Linked DNA regions of Macaca mulatta: region 1 is linked to region 2. Evidence: chromatin contacts called from public Hi-C data. All regions are on one chromosome and are shown on one strand. Each heading gives the region's core, a stretch centred on a gene start, on an enhancer-like site or on the middle of the called end of the contact. The rest is flanking DNA. Distances are from core to core; before and after follow the strand shown. Region 1 holds the start of PIGW (phosphatidylinositol glycan anchor biosynthesis class W). Region 2 holds the start of DHRS11 (dehydrogenase/reductase 11).

Region 1 (4,369 bases), core at 1,084-3,583, 67 kb after region 2:
AGAAGAACTTTGGGCCCTAATGAGTTCACCTAGGATTTGTGATTCCCCTTCCAAGGATTGTGGGATGAAGCTTAACACTAATGCATTTGGATAGAAATGTCATACTAATAGTATGAAATTATTGGTTACAAAGCTTCAGCTATTCCCTGTACAAGACAGATTCACAAAGAAAGTGAATTTGGGGCCGGGCGCAGTGGCTCACACCTGCAATCCTAGCACTTTGGGAGGCCGAGGTGGGAGGATCACCTGAGGTCAGGAGTTCGAGACTAGCCTGGTCAACATGGCAAAACCCCGTCTCCACTAAAAATACAAAAATTAGCCAGGCATGATGGCACCCGCCTGTAATCCCAGCTACTTGGGAGGCTGAGGCAGGAGAATCGCTTGAACCGGGGAGGTGGAGGTTGGAGTGAGCCGAGATTGTGCCATTGCACTCCAGCCTAGGCCACAGAGTGAGACTCCGTCTCAAAAAAAAAAAAAAAAAAAAAAAAGGAAAAGAAAGCGAATTTGGGATGTAAACTCTGAGAATGGCATCATAGACAGATGGGAATTTCTATTATGGAGCACAGTACATACCATGAAGATTCTTTGATGAAAATTGAATAGACTTTACTAATGACTTTAATGCAAATTCAAAGGCTAGGGGCGAAGTACATTTTGAAGTTGGGGGCCTTGGTTCCAGTTCAGAGCCTCTCTAAACCTACTGCCTCGGTACAAAATGTGACCCCTGCAGTGATTTCTGGATCCCCAGGCTGCTCCTTCCCTCATTTACAGACAGCTACGTTTTCAAGTTAGGATGGAAGTAGGTACGATGGGTGCAATTAAGAATGGATGTATAGCACATACTAGTGTTGGCTGCTCTTTTATTAAGGGCTGCAAAACACCTCTGAATGCCACACATAATTGTCTGAAAAACGGCATACTGGAAGAACACATTTGTTGGTCAAACATGAACCTAGAGCTTCTCAGTGTAACATGAAGTGAATAAGTAAGTGAATGCATGCATGCATTATGGCCTGTCTGCAACCTGCGACAATACCTCACAGTTGACCATTAAAAATAATGGTCAAATCAGTGGATCATTAAAAATAAAAAGTCCTAGCCGAGAGCAGTGGCTCAGGCCTGTAATCCTAGCGCTTTGGGAGGAGAGAGGATCGCTTGAGGCCAGGAGTGAAAAAAAAGAAAAATTAAAAATTAGCTGAGCGTGGTGGTGCGCGCCTGTAATCCCAGCTACTTGGGAGGCTGAGGCAGGAGAATCGCTTGAACCGGGGAGGTGGAGGTTGGAGTGAGCCGAGATTGTGCCATTGCACTCCAGCCTAGGCCACAGAGTGAGACTCCGTCTCAAAAAAAAAAAAAAAAAAAAAAAAGGAAAAGAAAGCGAATTTGGGATGTAAACTCTGAGAATGGCATCATAGACAGATGGGAATTTCTATTATGGAGCACAGTACATACCATGAAGATTCTTTGATGAAAATTGAATAGACTTTACTAATGACTTTAATGCAAATTCAAAGGCTAGGGGCGAAGTACATTTTGAAGTTGGGGGCCTTGGTTCCAGTTCAGAGCCTCTCTAAACCTACTGCCTCGGTACAAAATGTGACCCCTGCAGTGATTTCTGGATCCCCAGGCTGCTCCTTCCCTCATTTACAGACAGCTACGTTTTCAAGTTAGGATGGAAGTAGGTACGATGGGTGCAATTAAGAATGGATGTATAGCACATACTAGTGTTGGCTGCTCTTTTATTAAGGGCTGCAAAACACCTCTGAATGCCACACATAATTGTCTGAAAAACGGCATACTGGAAGAACACATTTGTTGGTCAAACATGAACCTAGAGCTTCTCAGTGTAACATGAAGTGAATAAGTAAGTGAATGCATGCATGCATTATGGCCTGTCTGCAACCTGCGACAATACCTCACAGTTGACCATTAAAAATAATGGTCAAATCAGTGGATCATTAAAAATAAAAAGTCCTAGCCGAGAGCAGTGGCTCAGGCCTGTAATCCTAGCGCTTTGGGAGGAGAGAGGATCGCTTGAGGCCAGGAGTGAAAAAAAAGAAAAATTAAAAATTAGCTGAGCGTGGTGGTGCGCGCCTGTAATCCCAGCCACTCGCCAGGCTGAGGGGGGAAGATCGCTTGAGCTCAGAGGTTGAAGGCTGCAGTGAGCCGAGATCGCGCCACTGCACTCCTACCTGGGCAACAGAGGGAGACTCCGTCTCTTAAAAAATAAACATAAAAAGTCTTTTTCCTGACAGACGCCCGACCTGGCCGCGCCCTGCCCGTATACCTCACGTGCTTCAACTGGTGCCGGCGCCCCCAGCAGAGGGTCTACGTGGGCAGGGCCGCCGGACTCCCGCGGCAAACGCCAAACCACGCGGACACCAGCCGCTTCCGCCTCCCGCGCGGCGCTTCCGCCAACGGGGGCAGCTTGCACTTCCGGGCCAGCAGGTTCCGCGCGTCTCCGCCCATGATGGCGCTGGTCCCAGTGTCCCGTGGGCTACCCACTCCTGTCCTTATGTCCTTTGGGCTGGTGCAGGCCAGATCTTCTAGGGCTGTAGCCCTGAGAGGAGCGCCTGCAGAGGAAACGGCGCGCCATGCACCTCACGCGGCCCCTCAGACCTCACGGCGAGGCCCTATCGGGGTAATGGGGTCCGCGGGACCCGCACAAGACTCTGCCGCGGCGACCTCTACTGAAAGACCCCCAGCCCTGGGGGCGCCCGAAGGCCCAGGAAACTGTGCTTCCGCGCTTCTCCCCCAGAACGTGGGAAGCTGCCGCTTTACCCTCATTTTACTCCTGGGTCGCAAAACATCTCACCGTCGATGGAACCCGCAAGCCGGACCCGGCGTCCCGGCCAAGCCCCACGCGGCGAGTGCGCGCCCCGCCCCTGGGGAGGAGCCGGCCGACCCCCGGCCACTTAGCTAGAGCCGCAGCCGACGGGGTGCGGTGCGGCGGTCCCAGCTTCCTCTCCTCACTGCTTGCTCCTGCTCCTCCTCTTTTCTCCCCTCCCCGTGTTCTTCCCGCCGCCTGACCTAGCCCGCCCGCCTTTCCAGTCTGGCCGGGCGGGGGCCTTAAGCACGGCGGCTCGGGCCGTGGGACCGGTGAGTGTCACCCCGAGCCCAGATCTGAAGCCCTTCGCGACGCGGAAGGGGCTTGGGAGGCCAGTTTGCCCCGCAGCGCTGAGGCAGGAGGCATCTCCACCTCCCCTTCCAAAGCGCCGTTTCCCTTCTTTCTTCCCTTTTCCTTTTGACCGTCTTGTGCCTCACGAGGGGGTAGCCCAGCTCTTCGCTCTCGTTTGAAACAACCTTTCTTGATCACCCTCCACCTTGCCACCTGGCCGGCAGGGGGCGGCCTGGGTGGGGAGAGGGTACTTGCTCCACTCTTCGCCCAGCTCAGGACCCCGGGAGGGGGCGGCTGCGCCCTTGGCTGGGGTCACGTCCACCTTCCTGGGAAGGACATACTCTCCCCGTGCCAGGTGCTTCCGGAACGGCATCCCAGCCCTGGGTTTGGCGGCACGTCGCACGGACCGGGAGTCCCCGGTTTCCCCCGGGAACCTGGGGGCGGAGCCAGCTGGTCTCACGAGACCCTTACCCAGACTTTCTCAGCGTCTGCCCACCCACTGTCCTCCATGCCTAGAAAGAAACAGGCTGAGAAGGAGGGACTGGTGATCAGGTTGCCACTTGCCTTGATTCGGTGTTCCATTTACTCATTACCTTCTCCCTTCTGCCCACAGTGGTCACACCCTTTCCAGAAATTTTTGGCTGGTAACCGCAAAACCGACTGGAGCTGGGAGAACTGCAGAAAACTGCTCTGATCTCACTTGACTCCAGCTGGGAGCTGATGCTGCATCGTGATAACATTTGCAAAGCGCTCTCACAGGTATTAGCCCCTTTGATCCTTCATTTAGCCGTGTGAGATCTGGATATTATCACTCCGTTTTATAAACGAGGAAACAGAGTAAGGCTTAGACAGTTCTTGGGTTCTGTGCCAGGGGCCTTGGGCTTTGGATTCAAACCCCAAACCTGTTGTGCTGCGCCTCTGGACCTATTGCTTCAGATGAGTTCCCAGTTGAAAGAGCTTTGTTCTCTGGAGCCCTCTGCATGGCTGTCCCTTGGATGGGGTACAGTCAGTGTCCAGGGTCAGTGTGTCCAGCACAGTCCTGATGCCTGTTTCCACCTGAATTGTCCTTTTTCCAGCTTCTATGGAAGTCCCTATCCCTGCGTTTTTTAAAGACTTGATGTGTTCAGAGCCTCAAGAAAGTCTCCACCAGCGTTAATCCATTGCAGGCACGCCTCACCCTCAGCCTCATCTCTCCTTACTAGGGGTGGCGCCAAGGCCTAGAAAATTCCAAGTCTGAGGGTCCCTTAACCATTC
Region 2 (4,688 bases), core at 2,097-4,596:
GTGTCAGGCCGGGCTAAGCCGGCATTGTTGATGCAGATGTCTACACCGCTGTGCTGAGAACGGATAGCCGAGAACATGGAGAGGATGTCCTCTTCATTTGACAGGTCACATCTGTAGGGGATCAAAGTCCCGGGGTAGCCTGCACTCTTACATTCAGCAGCCAGCTCCTATGAAACCCAACAGGGATCTGACTGGGGTGAGCAGCTCACTCCCATGGCTCCCCAGCCAGCCTCAGACCCCCATCCCTGTCACACTCATAAAACACGCTCCTTTGGCAGCTGACTTTCAGCCACGTAGATGTTGGACTGCCCATCCCCTAAGTTTGTCCTCTTTGGTCAAAGTCCAAGGGATGACAGTGCTCCCTGAGTGACGGAGGGAAAAGGTTGTGATCAATGGAGAAACCTCACTATAAACTCAAGTCTTGGCTGGGCGTGCTGGCTCACGCCTGTAATCCCAACACTTTGGGAGGCCAAGGCGGGTGGATCACTTGAGGTCAGGAGTTTGAGACCAGCTTTGGCTAACTTGGTGAAACCCCATCTCTACCAAAAATACAAAAATGAGCTGGGTGTGTGGCTACTTGGGAGGCTGAGGCACGAGAATCACTTGAACCCAGGAGGCAGAGGTTGCAGTGAGCTGAGGTCATGCCACTGCACTCCAGCCTGGGTGACAGAGCAAGACTCTGTCTCAAATAAATAAATAAATAAATAAATAAATTCGAGTCCTGGGTGGAGCAGGGGCCAGGGATCTAGGGAATGGAGAGCTCTCTCTTTTCTGCCTCTTCCCCAACAGGAATACCTCTTCTGCCCATAGGTAATATGCGCCTCTCCACCACTTCATGCTTCTCCACCAGCACCAAGAGTCACTGGTCTGGTTAACCCAGCTTCTTCTCCTGCATTGTGTCAGCCAGTCCCTCATCTCTGAACTATTCCCCTCCCCTCGCAAACTGCAGCCAGCTGGCTCAGAGTTCTCAGACATGCCTTTCAACCACGCCCAGCTGCCAGTCTTCTCTCCCTACCTAAAGGAGGGGTCACAAAGTCAGGACAGATTATTTCTCTCTGAGCCCTGGTGCACCACCCTCCCCTCTGAGGTTTCTCAGGAGACTATGAGGCAAGTCAGGTGGCAGGTGCCATTAGGCATGCCCTGTGCATCTCCAGGCCCTCAGCATGCCGAGAAAGACCTGAGAAGGCAGAGCCACTGAGAGGCAGCCCAGGGGGAAGCTGACATTCAGAGGCAAGAAGAAAACATGCTCTGTGGCCTTCTTTGGAAGCCAGTGACTGGGCACTTGAGCCTCATGAAGGTGACTGTGTAGACATGGGCGAGGGGGAGGAGGCACGCAGTGCCCTAGAGGAAGGGCAGCTTGGCCAGCTGCCCTGGCCTGGAGCCCCTTCCTCCTCCCAAGACAAGCCAGGAATAAAGGACTGGATCGGGTGTCTTGGGACATTCTTTTCTGCTTTAACTTTCTGTGAGTTCAAAAGGTATAGTCCTCTGAGAATCAGATACCCCCCTTTCACCAGATTTTACCCACATTTGATCACTTCAGGAAACAGGAGTTTTCTCTGTAGGAAGCGAGAACCCAAATTCTGCTTTAACATCAATGAATCAATCAATCAAAGCAGACTGTGGGCAAGGAAGCCTGCAGCTCTCCCCTCCCCTGGCACACATCTTCCCACTTCCTCCTCTAGACTCAAAACTCCTACCGCAAGAAAACCAGAAGGGATGTGCTCAGAATGTATTTCTCCCTGTCACTGCCTTCCTGTTGCTCCACCTGTGCCAGCTGATCTCCCTACCTCCCCTCAGTAATGATCTACATCATGTCATCACCCTCTCACAACAGGGGCATTCTCCTCTCAGACATGGAGTCACCCTGGGACTGAGTGATCGGCCTGGGGATCCCCTTGGGGCTCAGGCCCCACTTCCTGGCTAGCTTGCGGTAGGGGAGTAGGTGAGAAGGCAAGAGTCACTTCAGAACTAGGGAATCCAGTTGTTTAATCCCTGGCTTGATCCTCTGGGCTCCAAGGCTGGGGCTGGGTCCTGAGCTCCTCAGAATAGAATAAAGGGAGGGCAGAGTGGGGCAGTGATGGAGCCAGGTGACCTTGGGATTATCTGGGTTATAAAGTGTACCTTTGGTCAGCAGCAGGGGAGGGGACAGTCCTCCTTCCTGTATACCTTCTTCCTCTGCCCCCACCCAAGGCCTCCTTACCCTTTCCCTGCCTGAGGACTTTGAGCACGGTGGAGATAAAGCCCTGCAGCTAAGCACTAGCTCAACACTGAGAGTGAGCTTGCAGGGCACATCCAGAGAGAGCCTACGACAGAAATTCCTCCCTGCTCCAAAATGGCCATCTTGATTTTTCTCTTAATTCTGAGGGCTCCCAACCCCACGTCAAGAGAAGAGTAAGGAGTTCCAGGCTGCTTTATCCTCTCAAGGTTTCTGCCCTATTTCACCCACTCTGTTCGCCCCAGGAGAGTGGAGGAAGGCCCACTAATGAATATTCCATTCATTCCTCATGCCACTGGGCATGAGTTACCCACGAGGTGAGGGGGCGGGGCTGAGGCTCTTCAGTAAAGCTCCCACCCCTAACCCCACCCTCAGTTCTGGCTCCTGCCCATCTAGTTGGCCAGCCACCTTGCCCTGCGTGGTAGGTGACTTCTGGGGATTAGAGGCACTTGGCCACCGGGGGTGAGAAGGCCACAGGGGTGAGACCACCATTCCCGACCTCCGGTTTCCCCTTTCCTCGGGCCAATACCCTAGGCAGAAGCGAGGGGCGGGCGGCGAGATGCCAGGGTCGGAGATTCGGTAACTCGAGCAGGGGCTGTCAGGGGAAACGGCTCCTTCAAAGACGAGACTTAAGGGGAAGGGAGAAACCTGCCTTAAGGGATCCGAGAGGCCGCCCCCACTACAGCAAAGGGCCCCGGCATGGCGGGCAAGTGAATCCGACTCCGGGGAAACGACCCGCCCGCGGCGTCCCCGTCCCCGGCCCGGTCTCACCTCGATGTTGCTCACGGTGCGGGCGCAGCCCACCACCTTCAGTCCCTGCTGGACCAGGGCCCGGGCCACGGCCGCGCCGATGCCCCCCGAGGCCCCCGTCACCAGCGCCAGCCGGTCGCGCCACCGCTCCATGCCGGGCCTGGCCATGGGCCCGCGCCGCCCGCCCACCTCGCTGGACGAGGGCGGCACCGGGGTCGAGGAGCTGACGCCCGGCCGCTCTTCTGCCGCCGCCGCCGACCTGCTGGCGTCCGAGCCGCGCCTCGACCCACCAGAGTCCGGGCCTGCCTCCGACCGGGACTCCACCCTCAGGCCCCCGGCGATCCGCCGCATCCAGTCGGAGGCCGCCGCGGCCCGGCCGCCCCGCCCTCTGAGGGAAGTCCCCGCCCCTTCCGCCCCTCCCGCCCCTCCGCCCCTCCCGCGCCTCCGCCCCGCCCCGGCGTAGGGAAACCGAGCTGCGCGGGAGCGTCCTGGCAGCTGGCGGCGCCGTTTCCCCAGTGAGCGCTTCCCTTTGGGGTCAGGGAAACCGAGGTTTAGCGCGGGGATCCCTCCAGCCCCAAGGGCGCATACTGAAGCGTCCCGCTTAGTCTCCGTTCTCTACTCCTGAACCCTAATGCCAGGATGAGGAATTAAGGGCACTTAAGGTGACTCCAACACTCTTCCACACCCTCCCAAACCCGCCGGTGGCTGATCGGAAGGGATTCAGCCCAGAAAACGCCGAGTGTCTCCGCCATCAACGCTGGGTGACCTTGGGAAGGACTCATTCACCCTACCTGATCCCTTGGCTGTATTAGCCACGGAAAACTGAAACACTCCCAAGTACACGTGTACTGGGGAATTCTGTCCCTAAATGGCCCACCGTGTCCAACTGCCCTAGACCCCCACGCTTACCCCTACCCTACTGTAGCAGATGTATCATGATATATGCCAAAGATTAAAACAGTACCTAATATTTGTTGCTTATGGTGTAGCAGGCATTTTAAATATAGTAACGAATCTGCACAACCGCTCTGAGATAGCACATATTGGTATCTTAATTTTAAAGATGAGTATACTGAAGTAGTGAAGCATGCTTTGGGCCACAGGCAGTCCAGTCTTAGGCCAGGGATGTGCTCCTAAACTGTCTTCACATCATTATCGCTTCTTGGGTTGTTGGTTTTGTTCAGAGCAGAGCTCGCTTTGCTAAAAGTGCTGAAAACTGCGTACTTAATATAGCCATTCTCTTAAAGAAAAAGCATCTTTGAATAACCACCTGACTCCCTTCCAGCAAGCAATGGAGTAAGCAGTGAATGTGACTTGTTTATTCATTCAAAAACACTCATTTGCCTATCTTGTGTTTGGCCCCAATGGCAAAGATTAAAACTGAATTAAAACAGCCTTTGCTTTTAGGGATCTCAAAAGAACATTTGACTCTAACAGTGGTGAAGAGGGGATTCGCCTCTGAGCCAAGGGCTGTGGGAGACCCACAGTCATATTTTAGATTCTGGGATGAAATCAAAAAGGGTCCAAGAGGAGTCCTTCTACCTCTGCCTCATTCCTATACAACATTTAGATTTGAAAAACAACTCAGGAAGTGGATCCAAGAAATGACACTATGAAAATTCAATCTAAGTTTCTGCTGCTACCCACTTGAAATCTAACTCAAAATCTGATTAAAAGCACATAAAATTCACTCCACCTCCATTGCACAGAAGTACTGATTGTC

Evidence for each region. A called contact is a pair of places that touch in the nucleus more often than the background predicts.
Region 1: a Hi-C map of blood shows a contact between it and region 2, with 2.7 times the contacts expected there. The contact joins the promoter of PIGW here to the promoter of DHRS11 in region 2. A contact is called at or near these places in 2 of 14 Hi-C or Micro-C datasets (blood and liver).

The regions. Positions count from the first base shown.
Region 1 is chr16:47,762,031-47,766,399 of T2T-MMU8v2.0, forward strand. PIGW (phosphatidylinositol glycan anchor biosynthesis class W) reads right to left here and starts at 2,334. Exons shown (of 2, transcript NM_001257700.1): 1 at 2,285-2,334. It overlaps MYO19 (myosin XIX), which reads left to right and starts at 2,441. Exons shown (of 27, transcript XM_015119450.3): 1 at 2,441-3,096; 2 at 3,729-3,874.
Region 2 is chr16:47,693,944-47,698,631 of T2T-MMU8v2.0, forward strand. It overlaps DHRS11 (dehydrogenase/reductase 11), which reads right to left and starts at 3,347. Exons shown (of 7, transcript NM_001194811.4): 1 at 2,987-3,347; 2 at 1-167. The coding sequence starts at 3,133.